Regions from separate parts of the Zea mays genome. Here all the other regions are linked to region 1. The links are chromatin contacts, called in public Hi-C maps. All regions are on one chromosome and are shown on one strand. The core of a region is the stretch at or near the end of the contact, and the rest is flanking DNA. Distances in the headings are between cores, read along the strand shown.

Evidence for each region. A called contact is a pair of places that touch in the nucleus more often than the background predicts.
Region 2: a contact with region 1 is called in a Hi-C map of leaf, with 5 times the contacts expected there. The contact joins the promoter of LOC100283053 here to the promoter of LOC109941434 in region 1. A contact is called at or near these places in 3 of 25 Hi-C or Micro-C datasets (ear and leaf) and 1 of 3 datasets of contacts at active chromatin or transcription factors (leaf).
Region 3: a contact with region 1 is called in a Hi-C map of bundle sheath, with 2.3 times the contacts expected there. The contact joins the promoter of LOC100216601 here to the promoter of LOC109941434 in region 1. A contact is called at or near these places in 3 of 25 Hi-C or Micro-C datasets (bundle sheath, ear and tassel).

What each region holds. Positions count from the first base shown.
Region 1 is chr8:142,411,369-142,415,911 of Zm-B73-REFERENCE-NAM-5.0, forward strand. It overlaps LOC109941434 (probable protein phosphatase 2C 6), which reads right to left and starts at 1,517. Exons shown (of 4, transcript XM_020542394.2): 1 at 308-1,517; 2 at 1-162. The coding sequence starts at 805.
Region 2 is chr8:142,564,154-142,568,726 of Zm-B73-REFERENCE-NAM-5.0, forward strand. It overlaps LOC100283053 (1-aminocyclopropane-1-carboxylate oxidase 1), which reads left to right and starts at 1,934. Exons shown (of 3, transcript NM_001155955.2): 1 at 1,934-2,138; 2 at 2,258-2,502; 3 at 2,624-3,427. The coding sequence starts at 2,019. The coding sequence ends at 3,212.
Region 3 is chr8:142,590,710-142,595,213 of Zm-B73-REFERENCE-NAM-5.0, forward strand. It overlaps LOC100216601, which reads left to right and starts at 1,737. Exons shown (of 2, transcript NM_001143014.1): 1 at 1,737-2,339; 2 at 2,438-3,922. The coding sequence starts at 1,752. The coding sequence ends at 3,775. LOC100280448 reads left to right here. Exons shown (of 10, transcript NM_001153368.1): 8 at 1-36; 9 at 135-267; 10 at 375-545. The coding sequence ends at 540.

The DNA.
Region 1 (4,543 bases), core at 267-2,766:
CCCAACATCGTCATCCACTCTAGCGAAAGAATCCACAAAGGCCTTTTCCCACTGTTTCTTGAATTCCATGTCTCCCAAGTTAGCTGCGCACACGGTCTGCTCTATCCTGCTCAGCTGCTCCAGTAGGGCCCCATGGAGGCGTTCCCGACAGTAATTTGCTACCTACAACGAATTGAGCCAATGCCACTCAATGTAGCTGTACCAACAACAAAATGTTCTATTTAGGAGTACACACAGTCTTAAGTCTTAACTAGAGTACCAAAAATGAGCCTGCTAATAGGAAGTCATTAATGGACGGTAAGCATACCTGTGCACCACCATGTCCGTCATAGACACCAAAGAAATGTGCAGGTAATCGGAACGTCATGGGATCGAGCCCATCGACCACCGCATTGCCGGTGAGCATCCAGAGTGGCACGTCAAAGAATCGCGGCACTATAGCAACGGCATCCTCCATCTCCGGCCGGCGGCCGCATATAGTGGTGTAGCCCCACAGCGGCACGCAGTCCACGGCGAAGACACTCCTCCCACCAGCTGCGACCCTGGCCTCCGCCTCGACCGTGGCCGCGGACGCGGCCGAGTCCTCGAACACCATGGGGCCAAGGCCACCCTCCGCGCCCGCTGCCGCGCCGAAGAAACCCATCCCGACCCCCTCGAAGTCAGCGCTGGCCACGCTGCTGCAGTCGCTGGCCACCGAGCACGGGCTCCCGGCCAGAGACGCGTCTCCCCCTTCCCCTTCCGGCGCCAGCGCGTCGTCGTCCGCCGCGGAGGCCGTCCTGACCGGGGGCACGGAGACCCCCTCCATGGCTCCCACGACCGCCGCGGCGATCAGCGTGAGCTCCGCCGCAGCGGGGCTAAACGTCGGCGCAGGCGGAGCCGCGAGCGGCGCCACGACCGCTACGACATCCTCCAGCCTTCCCTCCGCCGTTGCAGCCGCCGCAACCTCCTCCAGGATCACCTTCCCAGGCCGGCTCAAGTCCTTCGCAGAAGCACCGCATAGCTCCCGCTACCCCTCCGCCGCCGCCTTATTCTCATGTGCCCTCCAGATCTGCCTAACCCGGCCCCAAATCAGGCGCCCCGAGCCTCGGGCGGGTCCGGAGGCAGGCACACGCAGATCCGAGCCCAAGCCCCCGAATCGCCAAAGCACACGGGCAGGCAACGGCAACGCCCGCCCTCCTCGTGAGGAAGGATGGAACTCGGGGAGCAGAGTAGCGGCACCACCACCAAAGTGCGTCGTACAGTAGCGACCAAGGCAGTGGCAAGCAGCGCCCTCGACGGCTCGACCTGGGGAGCCGGGAAGCGGAGGGAGATTTGGCAGCCGTTGGGTAACGTTGATCTGGGACTGGGTAATTGCTGTCACTATGGCTCGGGAGCCGGGACCGGGAGTTACCGGCAGAAAGGAGGGAGAGGCGACGGGCGGGACGAGCGAGCGAGGGAGGGAGGGAGGGTAGGAAAGCTACGTGCACTTTCGTGTGTGCGCGCGCGCGTGCGGGGGACAGGTGTCGAGGCCGCGCTATGGGGACGGGACGTGCGGGGGCCGCGGGGATCAGGTGCGCCGCCACGAGCACCCGGCAGCGGGGTGGCTACGGGGCGCGTGTCGATGGGCGGGGAAGGGCGCGTGGAGGATGGGCGGGGCCTCGAGTGCTTGTCTGTAGGCTGTAGCGCATACGACGGCTAGTCTTGCCTGTCAGGTTTGGCCTGCCAATGCCATAGTGCCGCTGCCCATGGTCATGGAGGCTGTTGACCTTGTTGCCTGCTTGTACAAGCATAGGCTCCCTTCATCCAGAATAAACAGTGTAGTACTTTGCATCTCGATAAACAAACTAATTTCACGTTTAATTAATTATATAGAAAGCAATATCAATATAATGCAATAGTTTTGTGAATAAAATATTTTATATCATAAATACTTTTTTATATGTTCGATCAAACTTAACATTTGATGACTTTCTTAAAACATGAGACATACACTTGTTTTACATCCAGAGTCATGATGCCATATAATATTTTAGGAAAAAAACTTTAACATAACTTATTTTCAAGATATACTTTTCCCGTTCTAGAATCCTGTTTGAATCTTTTAGACTAAATTTTAGTTCCGTCACATAAATTGTTTGAATATTATACTAATTACACATATAAAAACTAAACGATAACATAAATCTATTAAACCTGATTAGTCCATGATTCGCTCATGTGTTACTGCAGTAAACATTTGATACTCATGTATTAATTAGCCTTAATGAATTCGTCTTGTCGCTTAGTCTTCATCTACATAGTTAGTTTTGAATTATACTATATTTAATACTAGTAATCGGCATTCAAACGTCCAATGTAACATGTACTCCCCTAAGGATTTGTACAACCCTAAGCCCTTGAATCGGTTTTCTAGATACAAAAGACAACTAAGAGGTCATATGTCTAAGCACTTGAATCAATTTTCTAAGTACAAGAGACAACTAAGAGTCCATATGATACAATTTGGATCCTCTAAATCATAAATATAGTCAAGACACAATGTATATAGAGTCTCGTGTAGAGACGAGCTCTTCTATAGACCCATCAAAAGACCCCTGCGGACTATATTTAATGCTTCTAACTATCCAAATATTCGATAGGAGAGAGACTAAATTTTAGTTCATGTATCAAACACACTCTTAGTTACGATAAATTATAGATAGAAACTAAATAGTCCTTAAGTCTATTTATAGAATTATGGGAGAACATCTGCGTTGTTAGAGCATCTCCAAGAGTGGGACCTAAAATTGGGCCTTAAAATGGAATAAGGTCGAACAGAAATGTGTATAGGACCCAACAATTGTGTTAGCTCCAACAGTGAGTCCTATACAGCGCCATTTAGTTAAATCTGGTTTTATCTATTGGTTTTGGCGGAAGATTTCCCGCCACGCCGTACTTGTTTTGCGCACCGGTTGCTCTGCTTCGTTGGACGGCCGAAGACCTAGACATTTGGCAACATATCTTCCTTCACCCTGTAGACGTAGGAGGTTGGCGCAGCTTTCATCACGTGCGTTCGCATGGACAGGTCGACGGTTAGAGAGAATATTGCAGCTTTCATCACGCCTAGTATGCTTTGCTTTTCATCACGCCTGGTATGCTATTTCACGCCTGGGAGTACTTCATCCACACATTCACGTTACTCTCTTCCTCTAATTGAATTGGACGTGATGCTATTACTCCCTTCCTCTAATTCAAGTTGACATGATGCTCCAGTTATTGGATAGATGTTTTAAGATTAGTAAATATGAAACGAAAGAGAGTTCATAAATAATTTTCATCTTTGTTGATACACTATTAATTGATTTCTTATTCAATTTTTTCAATACGTTTCAGAAACATGTCCGGTTTTAGGAGGTATAAGATACATCAACAAGATAAATATTTAGCAGATGAACTTGACTATTCCATTGTTCTTTTGATGGGTAAATACTGGAAGACAAAATTGAAGCAGCAGAAAAAGCATCGTGGTTCAGTTTTTGGACATAAGGTTTACAATCGAAGTAGAGGAGAACACGCTATAAAATTATATCTTGACTACTTTGCTGAGAATCCAACATATCCCAAGAAGATTTTTCGACGACGCTTTCGGATGAGTTCCCCATTTGTTCAAAAGGATAGCTGAAGCTGTTGAAAAACATGATAAATATTTTGTTCAGAAAGTTAATGTCGTCGGTCATTATGGTTTTCACCTGCTTGCAAAAGGTTACTGCAGCTTTTCGACAACTAGATTATGGTGTTCCAGCAGATTATGTTGATGAGTATATTCGGATGGGTGGAAGCACTGCTATTGAGAGTCTGAGAAAATTTGTGGCGGCTGAAAGTCGCCTAGAGGGGGGTGAATAGGGCGAAACTGAAATTCTCAAAATAATCACAACTACAAGCCGGGTTAGCGTTAGAAATATAATAGAGTCCACGAGAGAGGGCGCAAAACAAATCGCAAGCGAATAATAAAGTGAGACACGCGGATTTGTTTTACCGAGGTTCGATTCTCTCAAACCTACTCCCCGTTGAGGAGGCCACAAAGGCCGGGTCTCTTTCAACCCTTCCCTCTCTCAAACGGTCCCTCGGACCGAGTAAGCTTCTCTTCTCAAATCACTTGGGAATCAAACTTCCCGCAAGGACCACCACACGATTGGTGCCTCTTGCCTCAATTACAAGTGAGTGTTTGATCACAAGAAAGAATACGAAAGAAAAGAAGCGACCCAAGCGCAAGAGCTCAAATGAACACTACAAATCACTCTCTCTAATCACTAATGCTTTGTGTGGAGTTGGGAGAGGATTTGATCTCTTTTGGTGTGCTTTGCAATGAATGCTAGCTCTTGTATAGTGGTTGGAAGCTGGAAAACTTGGATGCAATGAATGGTGGGGTGGTTGGGGTATTTATAGCCCCAACCACCAAACTTGACCGTTGGTGGAGCTGTCTGTTCGATGGCGCACCGGACAGTCCGGTGCACACCGGACATGTCCGGTGCCCCAGCCACGTCACCAGTTCCGTTGGATTCCGACCGTTGGAGCTTCTGACTTG
Region 2 (4,573 bases), core at 684-3,183, 150 kb after region 1:
TCCCTCACCCCGATTAAATTACCTCTCGTTATAACGTCTAACCGGGATTTGAGTTTTTTTACTTTAAGTGATAAATTTTGGGTTTCCTCAATTCACCCTAGGTGACTTTCAGTCCCGGCTGCATACACCACATGCAGCCACCTTTGTCCCGGTTATACTGCCCGCGACCTCCATGGCCACCTCTAAAGGCGTCGTGGCTGCTGCCTCCACCGCCCCGTAATGGTCGTGGTCACGGTCACCTCCATCCCGATTGCCGAGGTTGCCTCCACGAGTCATGCGACCCAGGCCTCAGTTGTTGCCACCGTTTGGGGCGGTGAAACGACCATCACGTTGGCCCCCAGCCTGTGCCCTTGGCCCCTCTGGTCTTGGAGGGCTGGCCTCTGCCCTGCCTTCTTATCCCATGACCAAGCGGCGCGCGGGCAGCTCCATCAGTCAACCCTTGCGGCATGCGCCCTATAGGACAACATCAGTTCATATAGCCCTACCCCGACCGACCTCAGATGTTGGGATCTCTCAACCGCTAGTACACCCAGGAGCCTTCATTGCTTCGAGGGGGGGTGGGGGCAGCTCCCGCGGTCCTCCGTCACTGCTCCACTGTGAATATCGGTACACATACCCAGCGCGCGAGAACATCACACTATTTCATGTTTGGATGGATGGGTCCATAATCAGTTGCAGCGTAAATCGACCCGATCTCGTAGAACACTTCCTCCCCTCCCCTACTAGCGTAATTGGTTCCCTTAGGCTTTGTTTGGGTACTCTAGTATTGACCTCAATCCACATGTATTGATGTGGATTGGGGTGTAAATTAGTTTAAGTTACATCCCAATCCACCTCAATACAAGTGGATTGAGGTCAATACTAGAGTACCCAAACTAGGTCTTATGTGTCCCGGTGTCCGTAGCCGAACAAACATAGTGGTTTTAGTTCCTCTGGAAACCGTTAGCAAGTTGCGTTACCGTTCCGGTACTTCATGTTGAAAGAAAGAAAAACAACACCTCAATGTTATATTGTCACGAGTGACATCCAATCCTCTGCATAAAAAAACATAATAGCGGTTTTTTACGGTGTAGATGAGAAATTTTGACACGAAATGGGTAAAGTTATGATGTTGTGGCTGTGTCGCTGTTTTCCGCTAACCCGTGGGCGCGTAGGCTCGACCAAAACAACCACACCGTACCTGCGTGCAAGTGAAGGTGCCAGACAGCAACCGGTCCAGTTGGCCCAAATCGATCGCTTTCCATGTCCGTCGTCTATCTCTGCTGGTACTGCCTAGTACCTATATACTAGGATAGGAGGGATTTTCCGTGCCGATCCAGGCATAGCAACGGCACTACTCCGTACTACCAAGCAACGGCATTCATAACAGCGCAACGCAACACCCCCGCAGGATGGAGCAGCGGCGCGTCAGGCTCCGCCGCCCGTGCCGTAGCATGCACCCGATTCAGAGCCCCGTCGTCTTCGTCTGCTTGGCATCGTCGTCGTCGGCTCGTCGCCGCACATGCACTGGGTCCACACGCCAGCATCCACACCACACCGTGCCTGGCCGCCCATTGGATTTGGATCTCCCTCTGTGCTGCCCTTTGTGCTAGATCACATCGGCAGATTCGATGCTTCAGTCTGCAGAATTGAATAATCACCCGCTTTATCAGAGTACCAGGACTGACGCTACCTACGCCGCGTCCGGCCGGCGCGCTGTCTTGTCCACCCGGGCCGGGAAACGGAAACCTGCCATTCCAAACCAAGCAACACGAAACCGCGGGACGAAGTTTCGTTGCTGCTGCTACTCACTCCACTCCAGTCCGGTCCAACTGCTGCAGAATTCCACATGGAATGTGGGCTCCATCCAGCTTCACCCATTTCACCTGCAATGCAAGGTGTGTGTTTTTGGTGCGAATTCCAGTATAAATAGCCAGCTACCCATATACCTTCCTCTCATGCAGCAGCGAACAACACAAATTAAGTAGTGGAGTGTCAGAACTTGGGAGGCACAAATTAAGTACAAAGCAGTCTAATTAATGACGGGCCCGATGGAGATTCCGGTGATCGATCTCGGCGGCCTCAACGGCGGCGGCGAGGAGAGGTCGCGGACCTTGGCGGAGCTCCACGACGCCTGCAAGGACTGGGGCTTCTTCTGGGTAAGCAGAGCACCAACGAATGCTTGCAATTAATATTTGACAACTTCTTTCCATATGCATGCGCGCGGGCGTACGTACGTCATTATGATGCGCCGGCGCCGCTCGCATCCGCATCGCAGGTGGAGAACCACGGCGTGGACGCGCCGCTGATGGACGAGGTCAAGCGCTTCGTCTACGGCCACTACGAGGAGCACCTGGAGGCCAAGTTCTACGCCTCCGCCCTCGCCATGGACCTCGAGGCCGCCACCAGAGGTGACACTGATGAGAAGCCCTCCGACGAGGTGGACTGGGAGTCCACCTACTTCATCCAGCACCACCCCAAGACCAACGTCGCCGACTTCCCAGAGATCACGCCGCCGACACGGTCCGTATATATACTGCTGTGCTGCCTTCGTCGATTCGACCTCAATTAGTTGTTGCCGCACACCCACACACCATGCATGCTTCGTACGCGCTATCATTCTTCATCTTCATGTAACACGCAGAGAGACGCTGGACGCGTACGTCGCGCAGATGGTGTCCCTCGCGGAGCGTCTGGCCGAGTGCATGAGCCTCAACCTGGGCCTCCCCGGGGCCCACGTCGCCGCCACCTTCGCGCCGCCGTTCGTGGGCACCAAGTTCGCCATGTACCCGTCCTGCCCGCGCCCGGAGCTGGTGTGGGGCCTGCGCGCGCACACCGACGCCGGCGGCATCATCCTGCTCCTCCAGGACGACGTCGTGGGCGGCCTCGAGTTCCTCAGGGCCGGCGCCCACTGGGTCCCCGTCGGCCCCACCAAGGGGGGCAGGCTCTTCGTCAACATCGGGGACCAGATCGAGGTCCTCAGCGCCGGCGCCTACCGGAGCGTCCTGCACCGCGTCGCGGCCGGGGACCAGGGCCGCCGCCTGTCCGTGGCCACGTTCTACAACCCTGGCACCGACGCCGTGGTCGCGCCGGCGCCCCGCAGGGATCAGGACGCCGGCGCCGCGGCGTACCCCGGTCCCTACAGGTTCGGGGACTACCTCGACTACTACCAGGGCACCAAGTTCGGCGACAAGGACGCCAGGTTCCAGGCCGTCAAGAAGCTGCTCGGCTAAGCGAACAGCTGCAAGTAGGCAGAGGCAGCTTAGCTCGTGGACTATGCATAGTTTCAAGCTTGCTGCTTGCTTCTTGTTCGATCCATTGTCTGCATGCGTACTGTTGCGTGTTTAAATTTAGCAAATCTTATACGTAGTCGTTACTGGTACTACGTATTCTGTGGTTGACAATACATTGTTGCGGTTTAAGGGCGCATCCGTTTGGTGGACTTGCACATGCCATTCGACAAAAAAGTTGGCTTTCCTTGTCAATTAATAGTCAACTAGTACAATGACACGCAAATATTCGGTAAGCACACATGTCCACATGTTGAAAAAACATCTGCAAGCTTCCGTTCAGTTTACGTGAAAATCAAAGGGGTTACCGGATCAAGAAAAAAAAATATAAAACTAAATATATCCAACACGAATGAGCTCAAATATTTACATGTTGATCAACGTTAGAGACATAGGTTTGTTTGCCATGTCAGAGACAAACTGTTCGCCGCAAACTAGTTATACTTATGAACAATCGTGTTACGTGTGCGGCGGTAGGGAGGAAGATGCAAGGGATCGGTCGGCGGTCCCTGGCTTCGCAGGTGATGAGGACTATATTGACAACAAAGGGGAAAGACCGGATTAGGAGAGGGGGCGGTTTGGAAATAACTTCTTTCATGATTCCTTAATCTGACTCTGCTTACATTTATATAGGCCAGCTGATGGCCGACATCTAATCTGTTAAAAACTTTCAACTACTAATCTGCTATCCTTTCCTAGATTCTTTCAACTACTAATTTGCTACTAAGAGCAACTCCAATAGTTATGTAAATTTTAGCTCTCTAAATCACAGATTTAAAAAGTTGCTAAATAGTTTTTGGAGTAAAAAAATGTGAGTTCTCCAATAGTTCTCTAAATATAGGTTGTAATTTTGTTTTGTATTTATCCACATAAAAAATAAGTCACAAAAACTATATAATGCAGTCAACATTTTTGTTTAGGGAGTTGTTAAATGGTTGCCAAATGTAGAGAGAAAATGAGGTTAGATGACAAATTGTTAAATTTAGAAAGTTTATTTAGAGAACTGTTGGAGAATAGTTTTCATGTTAACTACCTAAATTATTAATTTAGGAAGTCTTTTAGATAACTACTGGAGTTGCTCTAATCTGCTATTCTTTCCTTGATTCTCTAAACTACCTTGCTGAACTGTCTCAACTAGTAGTATTATGTTTTCACCTACGCAGATAGGTAGTGCCCCACATAACATATCTCCCCCTATCGAGAAGCAGTTTGTCCTCGAACTGGAATAGAGGATATTGCCTACATAAGTCATCCAGGTCCTCCCAAGTAGCTACTGAACTAGGTAGAGACTCCCACTGAATAAG
Region 3 (4,504 bases), core at 487-2,986, 180 kb after region 1:
TCGGAAATTCACAAAATTACAGTCCATCAATGCTTGGTAAGCATTTTTCTGGTATTTATTCAAGTTGGTTGGTTCGGTTCTACTGTGTAAAGGTTCAGACAAGTTAGCGAAACTATTATAATATGATGTTTCAGCATGGAGAACACTGTGGCCTCAAGAGAGGAAACGCCAACGATCCTTCTTCCTTTTCGGATTAGCGTTGATAATCCAACTGAATAATGAAGGCATACAAACATTCTTCGAAGCCTTTTTCAGGGTGCCGAGATGGTAGTCGCACTTTTTACCTTGTCTCAGTTGGTCTTCAGAGAAATTCAGTGCGCTGAAGGCTACTACCTCCATGAAGTTTTTGATAACCACTATTTTTCCTTGAACAGGATGTGGCGAGGATTTCTTGGCTCGACCCTTTCATCCGTCGATCTCATACTATTCTCATTCTACATGTTTGCGATAGCTCCAAATCAATTGCGAATGAACCTTGTCAGGCATCTCCTCTCTGACCCAACTGGCTCATCCATGATCAAGACCTACCTGACCTTATAAAACCATTTGCACCAGGCTGCAAGAACTCTTAGAAACTGTACAGTTTTGTAGTTGTACATAAGTTAGAGAGGATCTGGGGGGTTACTTGGCGGCGGATCTAGGGGTTAGCAGCAATGCTATAATACACTGTAAATCTTTTATGGTTGCTATGGTGATTGGATAGAGAAGCACACCGTGTTGTGCACGATGGAAGAATAATAAGAGAGATCAGGTGATGGTCATGGTTCCTGCATTGGCCAATTTTAGGTTGCATTTGCTGTTTCAAGGCTTCTTACATGTCCAATCAATTACACCCTTATTTTAGGTTGCTCAATGCCAATTTTCTTGTGGAACAATATTTGCAAAAGCAAAAAAGGGAAAAACATAATTGGATGTGCAAGAATAGTATGAGGCTGTCCTTGCTCCTGCGCCATGGCATTTAGCTGCAAGATGTTGGGGAAGGAGAAGACCTGTAGGAGACTAAGGTTGGAGGCAAGGGAGAGAAAGGAAGGAGGGCAGGAGGAGAGGCGGAACAACCCGTCTCCCTCCATCTCTCTACCTTCTTCTCCTGCGCCCCTATCCATCGCTCGCACCACCCACTGACCGGCCGGCGGCATCCTTATTACCATAACATCACGGGACGGTGGCGCGATGCAAGGAGGCCCACTGAGCCCGGATGAGTACTGGGTGATATCGCCGCCGGCGCTGCTGCACCAGCCGGCGTCCACCATCGTCGTGGCCATCGACCGGGACCGGAACAGCCAACTGGCCGTGAAGTGGGTGGTGGACCACCTCCTCTCCGGCGCCTCTCATATCGTCCTGCTCCACGTGGCCGTCCATTACCACACGACCCGTACGTCGTTCATCTCCCGTACCCATTTCGCCAGTGCAGCAGCAGCAGCTGAGCTCTGGTTTGCTTGGACATGCGCAGATGGGTTCGCCATGGTTGAGACCACGCAGGGTGCGCTGGAGGCTGAAATGAAGGAGATCTTTGTCCCCTACAGAGGATTCTTCAACCGGAATGGGGTAAATGTAATAACAACAATAATGCAAAAAACATCCAAAACGTATCAAGATGATTATATTGTTGGTGAAATCGTATCGACGCTGCTGCTGCTAGCAGGTGGAAGTATCCGAGGTAGTATTGGAAGAGGCAGACGTGTCCAAAGCCATTCTAGGTTACATCACTGCAAACAAGATCCAGAGCATTGCGCTCGGCGGAGCCAACAGAAATGCGTTCACCAAGTATTCTTTTTTTTTCCCCATCATTTCTTTTTCGTCCAGATTGCACCGTCTCAGCTCTCGCCTCGGGCAGGAAATTCAAGAACGCGGACGTGCCGTCGACCCTGATGAAGTGCGCTCCAGACTACTGCAACATCTACGTCGTGGCCAAGGGCAAGTCCGTCAATGTCAGGCTCGCCAAGTGCGGCGTCCCGCCGATGCACACTGGCGCCGACATCGCTTCGGACACCGACTCCCTCCGGGAATCGGTGCTCTACATGCGACGCGGCTCCAGGGGGCACCTGCCGCGGGTGACGCCTGACGCCTGGCGCTCCATTGACGGGCGCACACCGCCGGAGCTATCCACGCGGCCACTGTTCCGCGAGCGCTTGCTCTCGTCATCGGCCACCACCAAGAACTTTGTCGTCCTGCCAGGAAAGGACAACTTCGAGACGTCCTCCCGCTCGGCGAGACACGACTCGTTAGGCGGCGACCTCGACTTCGGCCCGAGCACGCGCTTCTCCTACATAGACTTGGGCGAGAACCTCGATATGTCCACCACTCTCCCCGCTCTGGAACCCATGTCACCGGCCACCGGCGTGAGTCATACGTTCAATTCGTACTTGTTTGATTTCTTGCTATCCACCCTTGTCCCTTGCTGCTGACGGCTGACCTACGACATGTGGCGCGGATGCAGGCGCAGCGGGATACCGAGGCCGAGATGCGGCGGCTCCGGTTGGAGCTCAAGCAGACCATGGACATGTACAACGCGGCGTGCAAGGAGGCCATCAACGCCAAGCAGCGGGCCAAGGAGATGCATATGATGAAGCTGGAGGAAGCGCGTCGGCTGGAGGAGGCCAGGAACGCCGAGGAGGCTGCTCTGGCAGTGGCCGAGATGGAGAAGGCCAAGTGCCGCGCGGCCATGGAGGCCGCCGAGGCGGCGCAGAGGCTGGCTGACCTGGAGGCGCAGCGGCGCCGCAACGCCGAGGTGCGCGCGCGCCGGGAGGCCGACGAGAAGGTGCGCGCTCTGGATGCCATTTCCAACCACGACTTCCGGTACCGCAAGTACCACATCGACGAGATCGAGATGGCCACGGAGCGCTTCTCCGACGAGCTCAAAATCGGCGAGGGCGGCTACGGCCCCGTCTACCGCGCCTCCCTCGACCACACCCCCGTCGCCATCAAGGTGCTCCGGCCCGACGCGCACCAGGGGAGGAAGCAGTTCCTGCAGGAGGTGGAGGTGCTCAGCTGCATCCGCCACCCCAACATGGTGCTCCTCCTCGGCGCATGCCCGGAGTACGGCTGTCTCGTGTACGAGTACATGGACCACGGCAGCCTCGAGGACCGGCTGTTCCGTCGGGGCGGCACGCCGCCGCTCGCGTGGGCCCAGCGGTTCCGGATCGCGGCGGAGATCGCGACGGCGCTGCTGTTCCTGCACCAAACGAAGCCGGAGCCGCTGGTGCACCGGGACCTGAAGCCGGCCAACATCCTGCTGGACCGCAACTACGTGAGCAAGATCAGCGACGTCGGGCTGGCACGCCTGGTGCCGCCGTCGGTGGCGGACAACGTGACGCAGTACCGGCTGACGGCGACGGCGGGCACCTTCTGCTACATCGACCCGGAGTACCAGCAGACGGGCAAGCTGGGCGTCAAGTCGGACATCTACTCCCTCGGCGTGCTCCTGCTGCAGGTGGTCACCGCGCGGCCACCCATGGGGCTCACGCATCACGTCGAGAAGGCCATCGACGCGGGCACCTTTGAGCAGATGCTCGACATCACCGTCAAGGACTGGCCCGTCGAGGAGGCGCTCGGCTACGCCAAGCTCGCGCTCAAGTGCACGGAGATGCGGCGGAGGGACCGGCCGGACCTCGCCACAGTCATACTGCCGGAGCTCAACCGGTTAAGGAACCTCGGCCACGCGTACGAGGCACGCATGAGCGCCGCCAGGGCCAACGGTGGAAGTGGAGAGAGTGGTGCCCAGATCAGCGGGGACTCGACAACGGTGGGTGGTTCATGGGAAACGGCGGACAGCTAGCGGGCGGTCCGGTGATCGGTGTGGCCGGTGGCCCGGATGAGTCAGTTAGAGAGCGAGCTTTTTTTTTGATACGGGGGAGTTAAAAAATCCAAAAATCTTGGTGTATGTACAGTTCTGTCTATGAGAAATACTAACGCGTCTTGCAGTGCTGCTGCCTGCTGCCTCATCCTTTTGAGGGTCGTCATCCATGATCCATTTTTTTATTCTGTTGGCCCAACCTAGAAATTACGATTGCGTTATAATCGATCATCCTTTTTATTTGTCGTGGTTTAGTTAAAAAATAAACTAACGGCGACAAATATTCAAGAACATAGGTAGTATAGATCTAGTCTCTTATGAGAATTAAGTTATGTTTGGTAGAATATATCTGAGAAGCTAGTGAAAAGAAACTTCTACTTATTATCATTACCTATTCTTAGATTATTTTAAGAAGCAGCTGAACCTAGGACTAGATATTAAACCAACTCAGCTCAATCGAGTTCGAGTTGGCTCGTTTAGCTCGTAAGCGAGAGAGAAAAATAATATATATTTGTTAGCTAGAAGGGGAAGGTTCCAGTCAAGATTCCGGAGACATCGTTACTGTTAGAGGTCCGGTGCACCAGCCGAGACTAGATCTGAGCAAGATTCAACAAGAGCTAGTTGGAGGTTTTGGCTATAAATAGCCCCTTAACGAGCATCCTCTCTTCTCCATGTCACCAAAGACACCAAAGTGTCACCTAGCACATCATT